Linked DNA regions of Zea mays: region 1 is linked to region 2. A link is a contact called in public Hi-C data. All regions are on one chromosome and are shown on one strand. The core of a region is the stretch at or near the end of the contact, and the rest is flanking DNA. Distances in the headings are between cores, read along the strand shown. Region 1 holds the start of LOC542488 (rough sheath 2). Region 2 holds the start of LOC100283836.

Region 1 (4,291 bases), core at 1,711-4,210, 230 kb before region 2:
CCTCATAATGCGCGCTGCTTGCATTGCATTGGATTGCATCCACGGTCCCATGTATATATGTGTCCGACCATGCGAAGCCAAAACAAAGACCAAATCTTTAATTAGCTCTTTAGCTCATGAGGATTGAAAAAAAGAAATAACAAGAACAAAAAAAAGTATATGCTAATAACTACTGCAAAGACCACGGATATGTCTCAGTCAGCATCTTGCTACGTGAAGGACAGTGATTAGCATGCCGGACGGGGAACAAAAGCAACCACGTCAGTGGTGGTTAGCCAGCAAAGCTTGCTAGCTAGCTAGTCGCTGCAGCGCTGCTGCAGAGTGCAGAGGCCGCCAATGCACGCTCGAGAAACAGCTCAAAGGCTGAGTGAGCTGTGAGCTCACCAGCAGTGGACGTACACAACACTGTTCTGACCCTGACATGTGTTTGAAATAATAAACGGTGGGATAGAGACGTGCAGTTGTTAGGCCACAATTTACTCAGGTGACAGGATGATCTGCAGCTGGCTCCAGGCAACATTTACACTGCCGTGCATGACCTACTCCAGTATGAGCAGAAGAAAAGGAGTTAATTCCTCCAGTTCCTTACTTGACCAGTTAATACTACGACAGAGCAGTGAGTAACCACCCGAGTTTAACCCACACAGTAGATTTCACTGTAAAAAATGTACTAGCCTCTGTATTGTCCATCAACCTTCAGTCCAAGGTCAATCCGGACCAAGCGGCATGGATTCATGGCGACGCCGCTATCAATCAGCATCCACCCACACCCCCACACATACACATGGAGACAAAGGTGTGGGCACTACGAGCGAGCACGCGCGCGCTGGTTTCTCGCGCGCTTGTCTTGTTGCTGGAGCCAGCCAGGTCGCCGTCGGCCATTAACGTGGCGCATGAACCAGGACGAAGCTAAAATCTGCCAGGTTTAAATGCCCGACCTAATACTCCTCTCTACCCCAGCGAAAAGCTAGAAACCAAGGCGAGGGAATGTGAGGCAAAACTCTGAGTCAATGCGACCTTGATGACGCGCGGGACCAAGCCCTAATAATCCGCGCTCCGGCGCCTTGCTAACGCCGGGTTAGAGACGGCGGTGCTACTCCCCCATGCGTCCCGTCGCCGAGGTTGTGGATGGTTGAAAAAAAGAGCGGCGGGGAAGGTGAGTGATTTGGCTCCTGTACTGTACTGTATGTAAAAAAAAGGAGGGCGGTGCTGTGAAGGAGACAAGACCAGATTTTGACAGAGAAAGAGAGAGAGAGGGGGGGGGGGGGGGGGGGGGGGGGTAGTGATGCCCTACACACAATCATGAGATGGCCAAGTGGTGTTGTTGAGGATTGGTTGGTTCTACGAAATCTACGTCTAATCAAAGCATGGTGAAACCATGATGAGGAAACATAGCCCCAACAATGCGGACAGCAACGTGTCGACGCCAGATCAGTGTGGTGGTACCCTACGACATATATGTAGTACAAGGGTAGGATGGGACTTGTTGGATCTGCGTAGGGCTTGCTTGGAGTGGACTGCTGGATGTGAACTTTACAGTATCATATAGGAATAGGAGTAGCGATTCTCTTCTCTTTTTCCCCCCCCCCAAAGGTTTCTTCATCATTTTCGCATGCTGCAGATCCTTGCTCGATCTTAATTGGTTAATACTCCAAAGGGCATCCAGGGGAGATGAGATCAAGCTGGACAATGGTGGGTGAAGAAAACATGGCGTTGACGACCGGGAAGATTTCTGAAGAACCATGGCACCAAACTAACTAGTAACTATTCTGACAGACCAAAACGAGTTCAGGACCGCCGCCGCACACCTGAAGCCGAACGAGAAGAATTCACGTACGAGGCAGACGACCGACGGTTCTCGCCGACGAACAGGAGGAAATAAATAGGGGGGCCGCAGGACATGAACTAAATAGCCAAATTTTTGGGAACGAAATCGACGACACAATCTCCTGCTGCTCGCCTTTCAAAAAAAGAAATTCTCCTGCTCACGCGCACATACCACGAAATAAAGAACGAGAGAGAAAAATAGAAGAAAAAAAACCGGGGACACATCACATTCAGCGGCTGCACCCGCGCGCTTCCTCTGGTAAAATAAAAGACCCGGAAACTGAGGAACAATCCTTGTCACAAATCAACATCTCTACCACAGTACTGCTACTGCTACTATGTAGGAGGTGCCGTAAAAAACAACCCGAATGCAAGAAGACATGCTAAACCAGATCAGACTGCCACTACTGCTACTCCTCCCCAATAATCCACACAACCAGAGACGAACGAACGAGTGAACTAATACGTGCGCGTTGATAGTAAAGCTAGGAAACGAAGAACTTACAGAGGCACGGCCTACACCATCCTGGCAGAGACCTTGGCGTCCCTCGGCTGAGAGGCAAGGCAGCAGGAGCGGGAGAGGGGAGGGGGGAGGAAGGACGGACGGAAGGAGCGGGAGCACAAATAATTGTGTGAGGTTGAAGACGACGAGCGAGCGAGGGGACCTGGCGAGCAGTAGCAGTAGGAGGAGAAGGGAGGGAGGGAGGGAGGGATAGGGAGGTGTGAGCTGAAAGATTCCTTTCCACGGCCTCTCTCACAGCCCGTGAGCGAGCGAGCGAGCTTGTGTGTATGTGTTTGTATGTATAGGAGGAGAGAGCACCAGCGGCGGAGGGAGGGAGGTGTGGGGGACAAGGCGCAGCGAGAAATTAGGGCACGCGGAAAGGAAAAGACGGGGGCGCGGGCGGGAGGAAAAGGGATGCCCGGAAAGGGGGCGCGCGTGTATATATAGACAGGGACACAGGGTCAGGGTCTCAGCGAGCCGGAGCGGTAGAGAGCGCGAGTGAGAGCGAGCTACTCGAAGCTGTAGAGCTACTAGGATGGAGTGGAGCAGGGGGGCGCAGCGCAGGTGAAGCACGGGCAACAGCGGCACGCAGCATGGCAATGGCAATGGCAATGGCATGAGCACAGGCACCCCCACACGAGACGAGAGACGGGACACGGCCACGCCTACACATGCAGCTCCAGCTGCAGCATGCACATGGAGGTGGAGGAGCGTGCTGGCTGGCGCAGTGGCAGCAGTATACAGTACGTGGTTGTGGGGGTGGGCCGGGGGTGCTTTCTCTGCTGCGAGCTGACTTCGCAGTACTGGCTTGCCCGGCCCTGGCCCTGGGCTGAGCACGCAGAGGCAGCGGGGGATGGAAGGAGAGAGAAGTTAAAGAAAAGAGAGAGAGAAGAGAAGAGAAGAGGCGAGACTGTTGGAGAGTTGATTGATGGGACGAGCGAGCGACATGGACGGACATGGCTCCGGCCTCTCTGGCGTGCGCGCGTGGGTGGGTGGATACGCGCCCCGAATCAAATTTTACGCAAAAAAATCAGATTCAAAGAAATAAACTCATTCCAGTCCTATACAATCTATCCGTTTGGGTTGAATTTGCAGCTTCTACTACTCCTTCAATGTTAATAGCTGGCTTTAATCGCTCCTTCAATATTAGTAGTAGTAGAGTGACGATCGATGGGATGGGGTGGGAAATGAAATGGCAGCATCTCTGGGGGGCTGGCCGGCGCGCGGGCGGGCGGTGGGAAAAGGCGCCGTACGTCGTCGGCGTCGCGTCTTGTCGTGGCAGCGAGCACAGCGCGCGTGGAAAGCGACGAAAAAGATGGGGAGCGAGCGTGGAGGAGGGCTTCCACGAGTCAAATCACGGCAGCATGGCCCCCGCGCCGCGCGGATTAGAGATCGCTTTTTTTTCCTTCTTCTTTTTTACTACTACTGCTCCTACTCAACAGGCACGCCTGAGTGAGTGCCCATGACGAGTAGCTAGCCTGTTCTGTGGCCAACAGTTACACAGGTCAAACTAGTATAATAACTGTGTGTGGTTATATCAGCTACTATTAGCATAATAATTAGATAAAAATAAATAACATATAGTATTGTTATTGATCTTAATATCTTACGATTTTTTTGTCAGCAATCAATACATTTTTACTTCTAAATTTTATATCAGCTATTCAGACTCTCCATCTCACTATTTATTTAATGTTGGGTGATTTTTCTTATCGGACTCTTCACACTACTTTGGGTACATGACATTCTTCAACATCATGGATGTAAGTCGTCCATATTGACACAACTGATTGACAAGAACAAGTTTTTGGCAGGACCAGGTTTTGGGCAAACATAAGGAAGTATTAAAAAGACCAAAGCGCTTAGGAACTTACTAATGTTTCTCTTCATCAGCCGAGTTTCTGGCCTTGGTGGCTAAGTACAACCGAGCAACCAATCCTCTATTAACGGATCTCTCATTGT
Region 2 (4,345 bases), core at 790-3,289:
ACAATTGTGCTAGATTGCTTATTAACTTTGAATTATTGATATATATAATATTTGGTCTATTTTTTATTTATATTTATATCTATATAAATGAGGTGTTGCCTCACCTTACACTTTACCCGATGAAAGGTAAAAGGGGGTCGGTCGCCTTACCGCCTTAATAACTATGGTTGAGATGGTTTGGTCATGTCCAACAGAGACCCTCTAGAAGCGCCAGTACGTAGTGGGATCCTAAGGCACGAAGCAACGAGAAGAGAGGAAGAGGAAAACCAAAGTTGACATGGAAAGAGGCAATGAAAAGAGACTTGAGATGATAGGATATACCCATCCATGTGCCCGAACCTTGACTTGTGGGTTCTATTGGATTTTTAACTCTAGCATACCCAGCTTGCTTGGGATAAAAAGCTTTGATGTTCTTCTTGTTGTTGATTATGACCAAGAAAAACTAGCCAGGTCTCCAACTATTTAAAGCTCCAAACATTATAGAAACAGCAATAGCTATCTTTTTGAGGAATTAAGACATAACTCACAGAATATGGTGATTTAGTACAACTTACCCAGAGTAATAGTCCTTTGGAATGTAAACATCCCGAACAGGGCCAAACCTTTCAAAAGGAACTCGAAGATCCTCCGCTCTTACAAAGTTTGAGAAGAAAATTAAAGTCAACTACTCAAGTATCATAGGAGTATTCGGTTCTTTATTTAAAACAGTATGTCATAAAATGAAGATCAATTTATTCTTTTAAAGATGGAAGGAAAAAGTACACTGTTTTGCATGCACAGTTTCTGTACCTGACACTTAATGGGATGTTGCGGACCAAAAGGCTTCCACTACCCTCCTTGCGTCCTCCATATCCCCTCCTGGGAGGAGGGGGGCTTCTTCCTCTGCCACCATATCCCCTCCTGGGGGGGCTGCGATAAGGGGGGCTGTACCTCCTCATAGTTTTTCCTGTAATTGCACCGAAACATAACAGACCATGTTAATAAAAATACAGGCTCGGTAAATCAGACTTATGAGTGGTGTATTGTCGTACATTACAATTCAGCCTGCGTATAGCTTACAGGCTAGAACATACAAATACAAAATCATTCATGGGCACTGAAGTCATGTATAACAAAACAAAAATGAGTGTTCATCGCCATTTGATGCACAGTTCATCAGATGCTTGAAAATGACAAACAACTTAAAAATTCACCGGTGACATGGCATAGAATAGATCATGCTAATCTTAAACCACAGGATGAGGCAAAGTATTACAATGGAAACTGCATTAACATGTATGTTCACTGTTTCTTTCTGACTAACTAAACCAAAATAGACAAAGCAGAGGTATGGTCTTTCCAGTCCAGTTATTAAATTGCAGTTCCAAATAAGAATCGGCAAACGGTCTAATTTAAACCTAGAGTAAAACAAAATGAGGAGCGCTACAGATCAAAAGCATAACCCGGCAAATCCTCAGACGACCCGCTAAGATAAAGCACAATCACCTCACAACACAACTTAGCCGTTAGCGAAAGCATTGGCGTTGGTGCACCTACAAGTCTCAGCTTGGACAATAACCCAAACAAGTCTAACAAGTCGTCGCAAAAGGCAATCGAGATCTAAAATTCCCAGTGGAGAAAAATCACCCCTCGTAATCCCGCAACTAGTAAACAGCTCCTCGCTAGTTGAGGAATACTAGTTGTAACTACTCCCGTGCAGATCTAAACCGTAATGACGGATCTATCGGTGCGTTGCACAGCTAGGGTTTGCGGCGAAAGGTCTCCACAAGAGCGCGCCCACTTATGGACAGCCGTGGTGCACTGAGAGAGAAACGAAGGGAGTGAGAGATAGGGAGTTACCTGGTGCGCACGGTGATGGCCGGAGAACCGCACCCGCCGCCGCCGGGGAGAGACCTGGAGAAGGGGGTGGGCTGTGGCCTGTGGGCGGGTGGGTGGGGTGCGGCGGTTCGCGATGCCAGACGAGGAAGAGGAAGGCGTGGAGCGCAACGCTCGCGCCGTACGATCGAGGGCCGAGGGAGGGAGCGATACGTGATGGGTGATGGGCCGTGCCGTGCGCCCGTGCCTTGATAAGAGAGTATATAGGCGCTCCGGCCTTTGCCCGGCATCGCGCCGGTGGGCCGGCGCTGGCCTGTCTAGGAATTTAACTACGAGATCCAATTATTCCTTTGACTATTGTCCGTTTCTGAATTTGCTTCTTTACACCTCTTCCAACTAGCAAACCTAGGCTATGTTTGTTCCACTTTTTTTGAGCTTCTAGCCATTAGAACCTGCTAGACTGCAAATGCTCGGTTTTTCCGTCCACTTCTATAAAAAAACATTTTAGTAAAAACTGTCCAAAATCTGCGATAGTAGCGAACCATCACTTTCTACATCCTAAACTCCATAGACTCTTTTATCTTCCCCCGCACGTACGATACTCAGATTCTCTCCATAGCCAGCCTCAGAAAAAAAGTTGAACCAAACATGCCCCTAATGCAAACTAGTATTAAGTGTCCTACGTTTGTATATAGAGTAAAGAGCATTTTTGGTCCCTTGACTTGAGCGGGTGTGTTAATACGGTTCGTAAACTTTTAAAGTGTGTATATTAAAGATCTAATCTCGATTTGGATATGTTGCCACCCGAAACCCACAGTTGAGAGACAACAGGCAACACGAGGAGCCGGGAGGCTTTTCAGGACGGCTAGCGGGCCCCGGTCCCTCGATCAGCGGCTCGGATCTTGGCGTACGGCCTGGCTTTGAGGTTCTCCTAGCGTGCCACCTGACCTATACCCGATCAGGAGGGTGTCGATGTGCTCCGAGTTGGTTTCTTGCATACACAAACACATGCAAACGTTAGTTTGAGCCATGTTTGGCTCCCCGAGTCATATTGGTTGTAAGAAGTCGATCGTCTCCCCAGGCTCGCATCAGATCCACACGCTAGCGAGCATGGAGTCGATGGCTCTTGAGACCTCGCTCTGCTTGCACCAGGTACACCCAAACCACTATGGTTAAAGTTTCATTGCACAGTCGGAAAATCCTGCACATAGCTGGGCCTAGCAAGAGTGACAGACATCCAAGTGTCGACCGGATGAGAGGCCTAAAAACCAGCGTAAGCCGATTTCCGAAACAATCCCTACCCGAGCCAACACGAAGTATCCAGCATGTTACCAGAACATCCAACCCGTATGCAAGGCCTAACTATGTAGATATTAAATAGATCCTTGATGGATCAAAGACTAACCATAACAGATCAGATCCACTAGATGAAACAAAGTGAGGCGCCGCCCTTACACTTGAGAATTCGTGTTGGGGCGGCTAAACGTTTCTGTTCGGCAGACAACACATAAATATGACAAATCTGCCGACATTTTCTTGTAAATACTACGATAACTAGTGCTTCTCACCATAAAAACGCTTCAGTATGAGAGAACACAAAGATTTTAACGAACAAGAACGACGTCGCCCTGATCACGAGACGCGATCAACGAACAAGAACGATGTCGCCCTGATCACGAGACACAATCAGGGTGGCATGGCTCTTACCCATAGAAAACTGTCACACCCGGTTTCGGAAGGCAAACCGAATGCGAACCATGTACGTGCCAGGATCAGAAACTCACGTACACAGCGATTACATAATTGGACATCATCACACAATGCTCGAATTAAATAACGGAAAGGTACTTAATTACATCAAGGTGTCCAAGACATCCACAGTGTCTATTACATAACAATTGTTCAACATAACTATCAAAGTGTGGAAATACGGAACGTAGATGCTAAGCCTACACAGGCAGCTGACTAGGGGTTTGCCACTAAGGAAGAACTAGAACTCGTCATATTCCTGGAACTCCTCGAAGTCATCCATGTTGCCAGCATCACCTATTGAGCATTAGGTACACCAGGGACAACCTGGGTGGGGGTGGTGTGTAAAGCAAGGGTGAGTACACATCAACGTACTCAGCAAATGTCCCGTTTGGCTAAAGTGGACTAGCTGTATATGGAGTTGAGGTTAAGCAGTTGCTTTTAGTTGGTCAAACATTTATTATTAGTAGTAGAGCCAAGTTTTAGTAATAAACTCAGTTATTACCCAGAAGTACCTCCTCAAAAGAGGAAATACCAGAGATCAGATTTTATAACATCATTATTGACCATCATCATAAAAGTATCCAAAGTTCTTCTAATCAAAGAGGATCCCAAGGCTGCTCTTAACCGTGAGCTCGGCTGATATACCAGTTTTTAACACTCTGCATAGGTTGTACACTTTACTCGTGATCCCTTTCCAGCCTGGGTTGTACAGACCCGATCTTCACTACCAAGGTGAATGGCTAGGGATACACTACGTAGCCTTTACAAAGACTCCCCT

The links. Hi-C and Micro-C count contacts between places; a contact is called where the count stands out from the background.
Region 1: a Hi-C map of leaf shows a contact between it and region 2, with 9 times the contacts expected there. The contact joins the promoter of LOC542488 here to the promoter of LOC100283836 in region 2. A contact is called at or near these places in 15 of 25 Hi-C or Micro-C datasets (bundle sheath, ear, endosperm and 5 more) and 2 of 3 datasets of contacts at active chromatin or transcription factors (leaf and seedling).

The regions. Positions count from the first base shown.
Region 1 is chr1:158,673,839-158,678,129 of Zm-B73-REFERENCE-NAM-5.0, forward strand. It overlaps LOC542488 (rough sheath 2), which reads right to left and starts at 2,961. Exons shown (of 2, transcript NM_001112039.2): 1 at 2,333-2,961; 2 at 1-14.
Region 2 is chr1:158,902,523-158,906,867 of Zm-B73-REFERENCE-NAM-5.0, forward strand. LOC100283836 reads right to left here and starts at 2,040. Exons shown (of 8, transcript NM_001156734.1): 1 at 1,840-2,040; 2 at 790-946; 3 at 555-632. The coding sequence starts at 938.